3 separate regions of the Callithrix jacchus genome follow, and regions 1 and 2 are each linked to region 3. The links are chromatin contacts, called in public Hi-C maps. All regions are on one chromosome and are shown on one strand. Each heading gives the region's core, a stretch centred on a gene start, on an enhancer-like site or on the middle of the called end of the contact. The rest is flanking DNA. Distances are from core to core; before and after follow the strand shown.

Region 1 (2,959 bases), core at 274-2,773, 570 kb after region 3:
TCTACTCCAGAAACTTAAAAGCATAGTCTGCATAGTGAAGATCCACATAAAAATGCAGACACATTTGCTGCACTGCTAAGAGCAGAAGATACCAATTAATTAGAGAAGTGTGAAAATCAAGACAGGACAAATGAGGGGGACTGGTAGGGAGAGAGGAAGAAGAAGTGACAAACAACAGCAAAAATAACATAAATGAATAATTCAGAATGGATGCTAAATACGAAAGTGGGAGCCAAGCTGGGGTAAAGTTCAGATGCATCTAGGTTACTTTGCGCAACACATCTATTCACTAAAGCGCCAAAGCAGCTATTAGAGGAAACAATAAAGAGGCCCTCTCCCCTGGAAATTCGAGTCCTGCTTTGGAATTTTTACGACATTTCTTCCTTAACAAACAAGAAGGTCTCACCACCTTCTCCTGGCTTCAAAGACTCACTATGGTGGTAGCCCGCGATTAATATCCTTAGTCTGCTTTATATATGTGGTTTGAGGTATTTTCAAAAGTCATGTACTTTAGAAAAGAATTGCAGCCCTAGCAGGCAAACAAACTTAAGATCCCCATATCCCTAGCCTACAGGATTGTGCCGATTACCGGGACTCACCTTGGTCATGTCAACAATGCCCTTTCATGTCACCAGGGCTGTGTGTTCAAAATTAGGATACAACCTGGACCTCCAGCTAAAAACTAAAAGATCCCCTAGGATTCCCAGTCGGCAAGTGGTATAGGGTGTGATGTAAGTGTATGTGTAAAACTACAGGACAGTTGGTTTTTGTTTTATATAACAAGTGCGTTCCTGAAAAGTCAAGATTTAAATACTTTTTTTTGGTAGATGAAATCATTTACAATTCACATCAGAAACTCACTATTTAATGAAATCTGATTGTGGTTTCAGTCATAAAGTAAAGGATGCCTTTGTAATTACAATAAAATCTTTTTGTTTGATCAATTTTATACATTCTGACTTGGTTTTACTGGGGTATACTTGGTTTTACTTAGAGTATTATTACTAGTTGGTATCGTTTTGTTTTAACACTGTTCTTTTCTTTTTCGGCAAAAATCCAAAGAAGTATTTCCATAACCCAAGTTGATACTCTTCACAACATAAAAGACAGAATTTGCTCTGCTTTATTTAGCTTAGTGTGTCCTGTGGCATGTGAGGCATCCAGGGTAGTAGACACCAGTAAATTGTTAGGAAGAAACTGAGAGGCAATGTCCCACCGGCTGCGGCAAAGAGCTGAACCAGGATCAGACTGCTCTTTAAAACACCTGTTTTGTAAACCTGAGTTGGTGAGGGCAGCATCTTCCAGCTGACTCAGACCAGCCACTGCTGCCCTCTGCCAGAGGGGTTGGTGCCATTTGGGCAAGGGCTCAGGTGCCTTACCCCCTTACCCCTAGACCCTTCATGACCCACTGGCACACAAAGGCAAGAATGCCAGCACCAATGGACACATGCATCCCAATCTGCCATTTCAAAGCAGCTGCCTGCAGGCTGTGTCCAACCTCTGCTAGCAGAGTGCAATGGGGCAGACCAATTAAAATCCAGGGGAGCTGGGGAAAAAAGAAAGATGGAAATCTTAAAGACAGTATCTTGGAAGCATATGTTTTAGAATCACAGCAGCCAGTTCCCTGTCAAGAAAATATTGGCCATGTTGGTTGGTCCAATCTCGTAGCCACAGATGGTTTATGCCTCACTACTCAGGTCCCCACTCCCCAGAGTAGTGAGAAACAAAGGATGTGGTGCTTTGTGGTGTAGTTATTCTGCCACCTAGTGTTATGTGTAAAAACAAATAACGTTTTAAAAAAATACAGGCTGTGTTAAAGAGTAAAAGCAGAATCATGAACTTCACTAAATTGCATTTTTTCTTCTTTTCAAACATGAAGATTCTTCACTTACACTGGTGGCCTGGGGAGGCACTGTCAGCAATTACACCAGCCCTTCTCATTTGAATGGAAGGCCGAAGAGTATAAGGTCTGAAGTTTAGGATGTGAAGGAGAAAAGAACATAACCTCAAAAACCCATTTGAGTGATATTTAAAAGGACTGTTCCCTCCAATTAAGGTAAATACCATGAATACAATAATACAAACTGGAACTGGACAAGGATAGTTACAGTTTCTGCCCTGGAGAGGAAAAAGTAAACAGAAAAAAATGAAGATTGCTTTTTAAAGCATTATTACTTCTGCAACTTACGCATCATGAAGTAAGAAAACGAGCTGTGGGCTTGGAGTGAAAGTCTGAACGTGAGCCCCGATGCAGGAGCTTCCTCGCTATGCTGGTGAGCTGTGCAGTATCTCTGAGCTTCGATTTCATGTTCTGGAAAACAGCTCTACCTACACCCATTCTTCCCCCTTTTACAGGACTGCCCCGAGGATCCATTAGGAACATACATGAAGGCATTCTGTAACTATAAAGCACTGTGCAGCATCCTGAAGACCATTTCCCTCACTACATTATTCTCTTCTTTGGGTTATGGCTGCCATTTATATGTATGTGGCTTTCTGTATTGAACTCGTCCTGGAGTGCTAGTGTTCATTCTCAAATAAATGCTTTCAAGGTTAAAAGAAGTATTAAATAAGAAAATGTGCAAGTATGCCATGCAACATGTGAAAAAACATCCCCCCAAAAGACTAATAAAGAATTAGCATTACAGTTTTAAAATTAGATTGTTCCAAGTGTTTCTCCTTAAAATTATGTTCCGTTTAGAATGATAGCAATCTTGATTAGTTGTTTCTACTAAAATTAGTATATTCATGAAAGTTCTTAAAATTATAGGGCATCTCAACTGAACTGTCCTTCTCGTGGGCAGAGCTTCCCATTGTGATAAACCAGGCATCATGAAATAGTTTTTCATTTCTGTTCCTGCACTAACTAGTGATATAACTTTAAGCAAGTCACTTAACTGCTCTCAATTTCAGTTTCCAAATGGGCAAAAAGTTAAGAGGTAAACAAAATAATCATGTC
Region 2 (2,940 bases), core at 397-2,896, 860 kb after region 3:
ACTAATCTAATACTACTAGTACACAAAAATTTTTTGCAATTTCTCATTGGTAATTTCCTTTAGAGTCTGTTTTGAAAGCAATAAAAGAAAATATGTTTTACTACTTTACATTTTATTTATTATATTTAATATATTTCAGTCTATTAGTTTGACTACCCATCTTACTCATCACACTCGGCTCTAAATGACAGTTGACTGTTTCAAAATTCAAAACAGCCTACAAAAGAAAGACCTGCCACCACAGAAAACTGACAAAAGAACTTACCAAGAAAGAAGTATGCATTAAATGGGTATATATCTTCTACGACCATTTTGAGAGAAACAACATTCATTTGGATACACTACTGCTGACATTTAAAAAGAAAGAAACTCGGGCATCATATTTTTAAGTCACTGAATTTTATAACTGCAACTATTCCCATATAGTTTTCATTTGTTATACATATCAATGTTCTCTGTCTTAAGTCTTCCTTTCATAAAACTGTAAAGACTCTGTAGTCTTCTTGGAAGACTTGGCAGGCTTTGAAACTTCAACGCATTGACGTTACTCCTGCTACTTCACATAAACCTTCACTTTAAGTTCAGTGTGTCTGCCACCATATTGCTCAATTCTTCTACTATTCCAAATGCTCTGAAGCAGCTTCCAAGAAATCCTTGTTTGGATCAGCAAAAACAATTTGATGTCATCAGCAGATTTCACCATTTCCTTCTGGAGTCATTAAAACACTAAACAAGCACGATCTTGGTATCAATCCTTGGGTTTCCTATCATTAACTTCTCTCCAGCTGAAGTCAAGCTATTCTCTCTACATTGTGATTTCCAAAATAGGACCAGGATGTGTTTATGTGCTAGAAGTGTACACATTGATGGATTTTTATAATGAAAGTTGCAGAATGCATTATGAAAGTAAAAGGGGGAAAATCCCAAAAGCCAGAGAAATCAGCAAAGAGAAGCAGCTCCTAGTTGAGTTGTCTCATCCAAGCATACTGCCTCGTATTTAACTGATTCTTAAACCTCGACAGGATTTTAACCTTTCCCCACCAATTACTTATTTCTGTTATAATTATACGAGAGACTTTATTAAACACATTTGAAAATTCTCTGTGAATTATAACCAGCAGGTCTAACTACTTTATTCACTTTTCCTCTCTTTACTACATTTAAAGAGAGAAAAGCAAAGAGTCCCTACCCAGAAAGTAAAAAAGCAAACAGTTTTCTACCCAAACTGGTCTGTACTCTGAACAAGAGAAATCACTCTTTCTTTTATTGAAGTGCAAATCTGTTTGAAGCGTTCATTCTGCTTTCCCAGCCTGCTCTCTGCAGCTGCATAAAAGATGAGACTTGGGAATAAAAGAAAACTAGGCTGGGGCCAAAAAGCAATACTGTCCATATGCAAACTCACTCAAAGAGCAGTAGTTTCTGTACATCCCTTCCCACTGCTTCCATTCTAGCAGACCCCTAGCCAAAAGGAGGAGTGACTGTGCTATATCTGTATGTCCAATCCTGTTCAAAACAACTTCTTATATGAAATCAGGGGAAGGATAAGTTTACTAAACCCCCAGTTCTGACAGAGAGCATGAGGCATTCTCAGGGTCAACTTTTAGCTCTAAGCTGGCTGGAATTAGGCAAGTTTAAGAGAGCAATAGGGAGAGTCTAACAGGTCTCTTACAATGCTTGTGACAGAGGCATAGCAGCAGGGAGTAGAAATCACTTTACCTATCTTACCCCATGCAAAATTAAGGCAAAATCTTCCTCCATGCCAAATCTGCAACAGACTTTCAGAATGTCTAGAAACCCATTAGCCTACATGCAAGGGTATCAGGTAACCTTATAATCCCAGCATTCTCCTCAGGCCAGCAGTGAACCACACACAATTGAAAAAGTTCACCACCTCAAAAAAGAACTCTGCTGGGATCAGAAGGGTATTCTCAAGGGTTTTGAATTAGATGTCATTATAACTCCATGTTATTTTTAATACCCTTCTTCGGATTTTGCTCCACACAGAATTCCCAAGTTACAGAAGGACCATGAACAATGTCCAGATGTATAAAATGCAAAAATACTTCCCTCCTACTTGTGGATTCCAAGATAAACACCACAAGAAGCACATGTGACTAAACTTAGAGCTCATTCCAAATTAAATACTGCATCATGTGCACAGTTTAGGGCTTAAAAAACAAAACCCCACAAATATTCTGCACGGTTCATAAGCCAGGCTTGGGCAAGCACATGACCACGTTATAAGAAGGAACCATGAATTGAAGAGTAGGGGTAAAGGGTGAGAAAAGTCTTAGTCAAAACCTTTCCCAGAAAATTGGTGCTGTTTTCAGTGAACATTTGTATAATGTGGGACACAGATGAAAGAGGAAACTATTTTTCTGTGCTTTTTTTTTTCCCTACTGACATCCTTATTTCTAAAACTGTCCACCAAATTGGGAAACTCTGCAAAGATTTCAAAATTCCGAGCCAAAGCCAAGCACAAACATCATTAAATACAGATACAAACACACACACTGAGGTAATGAGAACTTATATCTCTGACTGAGCAGACCAGACAGAATCTTCTGATATATAAGCTGAGTTCTGGACAGAGTACATGGAACCTTATGGGACAGACCAGGAGAGTCAGGCAATGTGAAAAGACCTCTCCACTAGTGTTACTGTGTTTCGAAAAAAAAGTAAAAAATAGATGGATAAAGTAAAAAGACAGCTAAGAGATAGTATAGCTAACCGGGTAAGTTCAGTTTTTCTCCCACAACTTAACCTAAGCAAAAGCTTTCAAGAAATTCAGACTGGGAAATGTTTAGTTACGGAAATATCTTTTTAAAAAAAAAACTACATAACATTTGACAGATGCACATATATGTAAAATATATGTAATGTTTGACAGATGTAACACTTGACAGATGCATATATATTTTACATATATATATTTTACTA
Region 3 (3,001 bases), core at 356-2,855:
GGACCTATGTAAATCTGTTCAGGCAAAGAGAAGTTTGTGGGCTGTGGGTACCTGGCTGGGGTTCCTGTGGGGTTCCTGAAGGTGGAGCACCCTTCTTGGTGCTGAGTGGGCAGCTACAGTCTGAGCAGCCAGGCCCTCTTCTCCCCTGGATGCTGCCCTTCTGTGGAGGCAGCTCTGTGGGGACCAGAGGCATGGACCTAAGAGGCTCTGACCCCCTGCCTGCCCCTGCCAGTCTCTGCTTCTACAGCCAGGGTCTGCACCTTACCTGCTGGGCCTGCCAGCTCCAGTCCCTCCCCATTCCCCTCAGGACCTCATCCCTCCTCCTCCTGGCCTGAGCTTGAGGGTTTCCTCAGAGAAGTCTTCCCTGAGAACTTTCCCACTCCAAATCGAAATTAGTGCCCATTTATATATGTTCTCTGAGCACCTTATCCTTTTCCTTCACAGGAATTTGAAAGCCTTTTCAAATGGAATCCTGTATTTCTTTACAGGTGATTTGTTGAAACAAGCTTAGTTAGACTAAGCTCCACCAGGGCGGGAAAGTTGTTCCACCCACTCATCCTCAGTGCCTTGCAGGTCATGTTCTGCATTGAATGAGGGGTGACAGAAACCCCAGGACAGAAAGAGTGAGCCGAGCCAGTGGTTCCCGAAATGTGGCTCCAGCGGGCCAGCAGCTCAGCATCACCTGAGGACTTGCTAGAAATGCAAGTTCTCTGACTTATTTGGGGAACCCAGCAATCCGGGTCTGAAAGAACTGTCAAGGGGAGGACAGGGGCGGGGTGGGGGAGGGGATTCCTGTGCACACTGAAGTTTGAGAACCACCGAAGGCGGCAAACCTGCTGTTGGGTCAGTGTGCACTGTGGCGGAGGGCAGCTTTGGCGGCCTGTAAGAGGAACAACGGATGAGCAAATCCCACCGTCAAATGTAGCAAAAGGCAGAGCGTGGACACGTCACCCCGACCCCCAAACGGGACCCAGGAGTGTTGTTCGGCGGGCTGGCCACTGGAGGGCAGTGTGGCCACGTCCATCGCGCCGCTTCCGAGGGCTTCCGGGAGAGAGCGGCTGCGGGACGCCAGGCCCTAAGCTGTAGCGAGGATCTCGCCCCCGCCGCAGCCTCCTGCAGCAGTCTTGGTTCTCGGGCCCCTCGCGTTTCGAGCCGCCGAGCAGCCCCGGCCCCTGTCTCTCCTCCCGGCTGCGTCGCGCCTTCCGCTCCCGGGTCGGGCCTGGTGCGCGCGTCTGGATGGCTTCGGGCCTGGAAGGTTCGCGAGGCCCCGGGAGCCGAAGGGGGCGCTGGGAAGGAGATCCCAGCAGACCGACCGGGGCAGAGCGCCAGGGAGGGCGGCGGAACCTTGGCTGCTTCCCGGAGCCCAAGGGCAGTCCTCCCGCGTGATCCGCGCGCTGCAGAGCGCGTCGGCCATCTTGGCGGCCTCGCCCCGGCCCGGTGCCCGGCCCGGCTAGGTGCTAGCTCGCGGCGGAGCGGACGCCGGGGGGGCGACCGGAGAGCTCGACCGCGAAGCTCGGCCGCGGGAGTGCGGGGGCGTCGCAGAAGCCCAGGAGCACCCTGGACTCTGGCAGCTAACCCCGGGTTTTGGGAATCGCCACTCCAGTAGCCGCTGCGAAGGCAGGCCTGAGCCTCTGAGCCTCAAATGTACTGAGTGGCCTCAGTCGCCCTCCTTTTTGCCCCATATTCGAAGAGCAGAAAGTCAGGGGCCGTTAAAGTAGGTCACAGCGGTCAGCAGGTTTTTGTGGGGCAGGCAAGTGACAGGGTCCAAGACCAGGCGTAGTATCTGCTTGCTCAAGAGGCACACCAGTCATCAAGCCAGAGGTCAGGGACTGGCACCACGGAGCTGGCTCCAGGCGGCCGAAGCATTCCCGTCCCTGTCCACCATGGGGACTTGAAATGCCATTCTCAGGAGCCCCAGGCCCCACTGTTGCCTCTGTCTAGCTCAGTTCATACATGGATGCTGTCTTTCTGGCCCTTGGTTATTTCTCGGGTTCCAGAACATCCGTTCATCGTGTCAGTCCTTAAAGGTTCAGCTTAAAGATCAGCTCCACCAGGAAGCTTTCCCGGATTTCTCCTTTTAGTTTCCAGCAAAATCCGCCTTCTCCCTTCTCTGCCCACCTTGAGTAGCAGTAGCTACTGCTATAAACTCTCCTGTTTTTTCCTTACAGTCTTTGTCACTGCATCCTCCCTCACTGAATTGTTGAATTGTGAGACCCCTTGAGGGTCAGGACCCTGTGATACTGGCCCTGGGGTCCCACGTGCAGGTCTTTCAGGAAAAGGTTGTTGCAAGGAGATCATGGGATTGAATGGGTTTTGATACAAATTTTATGTTGAAATCAAGTTCCCAAACGTTTTGAACCTTGGGCAAAAGGGACATGTAATGGTCTTTTCTTAAACCTGTAATGGAATCCTTTTGTGTGTTTAAGTGCTTTAAGTTAGTTTTAGTAGACATGTCAGGGTGCTGTAGGAACACAGCCATGGGTCTGCGCCTAAGCAAGACAACAACTGAGCCGGTGCTGGGTGCTTCCTCTGCGTGGCCTGGTGTCAGGGCATGTCAGATGGGATGGCAGGCTGTGGGTCCGGCCCCAGGGTCCAGCCAAGGAAGCTCCTGGGGCCTTGGCCTGGCTTGAGGCTGTGATTTCAGACTCCTCGCTGGTCTAAGTGGATATCTCAGAGGAGGCAAAAGAGAAAGTGCCTTGACAGCCTTCAAGAAGCCTGGAGCTAAAGGCGAGATCCTTGCTTTTTCCTTTTAAAATAATAAGCCAAACTTCTCCCATGAAGGACTCCAGAAAACCCCGTTCATGCTTCACCCACAGATGATTTGCTGAATGCTCATTAAGGGGAAAACAAAGAGGTGGTTTTGTTTATTTATTTAAAAGGAAAAATAAATGAGCTGTGACAAAACAATTTGAAACCAGGCCCCTCTGAGACCTGGGCTTTCACTTCCTTGATGGGAAGTAAAACAGAGAATCGAATCCCCCTCCAAATAAAAGTGAAGTTA

The links. Hi-C and Micro-C count contacts between places; a contact is called where the count stands out from the background.
Region 1: a Hi-C map of skeletal muscle shows a contact between it and region 3, with 7 times the contacts expected there. The contact joins two enhancer-like sites. A contact is called at or near these places in 3 of 3 Hi-C or Micro-C datasets (induced pluripotent stem cells and skeletal muscle).
Region 2: a Hi-C map of skeletal muscle shows a contact between it and region 3, with 17 times the contacts expected there. The contact joins two enhancer-like sites. A contact is called at or near these places in 2 of 3 Hi-C or Micro-C datasets (both in skeletal muscle).

What each region holds. Positions count from the first base shown.
Region 1 is chr8:103,238,590-103,241,548 of calJac240_pri, reverse strand. All of the region lies in intron 6 of RAD51B (RAD51 paralog B), which reads right to left. Among named protein-coding and RNA genes, the nearest start is that of RAD51B, 410 kb to the right of the region's middle. Within about 2 kb of position 1,523, at least 8 of the 16 cell types and tissues checked have an H3K27ac peak or open chromatin away from gene starts, as enhancers often do. A contact at or near this core is called in skeletal muscle, where this site is marked.
Region 2 is chr8:102,944,742-102,947,681 of calJac240_pri, reverse strand. The region is part of intron 6 of RAD51B (RAD51 paralog B); the gene reads right to left. It also overlaps the pseudogene LOC103795813. Among named protein-coding and RNA genes, the nearest start is that of RAD51B, 110 kb to the right of the region's middle. Within about 2 kb of position 1,646, at least 8 of the 16 cell types and tissues checked have an H3K27ac peak or open chromatin away from gene starts, as enhancers often do. A contact at or near this core is called in skeletal muscle, where this site is marked.
Region 3 is chr8:103,806,750-103,809,750 of calJac240_pri, reverse strand. It overlaps LOC118145160 (a long non-coding RNA gene), which reads right to left. Exons shown (of 3, transcript XR_013521297.1): 2 at 834-3,001. Among named protein-coding and RNA genes, the nearest start is that of ZFP36L1, 32 kb to the right of the region's middle. Within about 2 kb of position 1,605, at least 13 of the 16 cell types and tissues checked have an H3K27ac peak or open chromatin away from gene starts, as enhancers often do. A contact at or near this core is called in skeletal muscle, where this site is marked.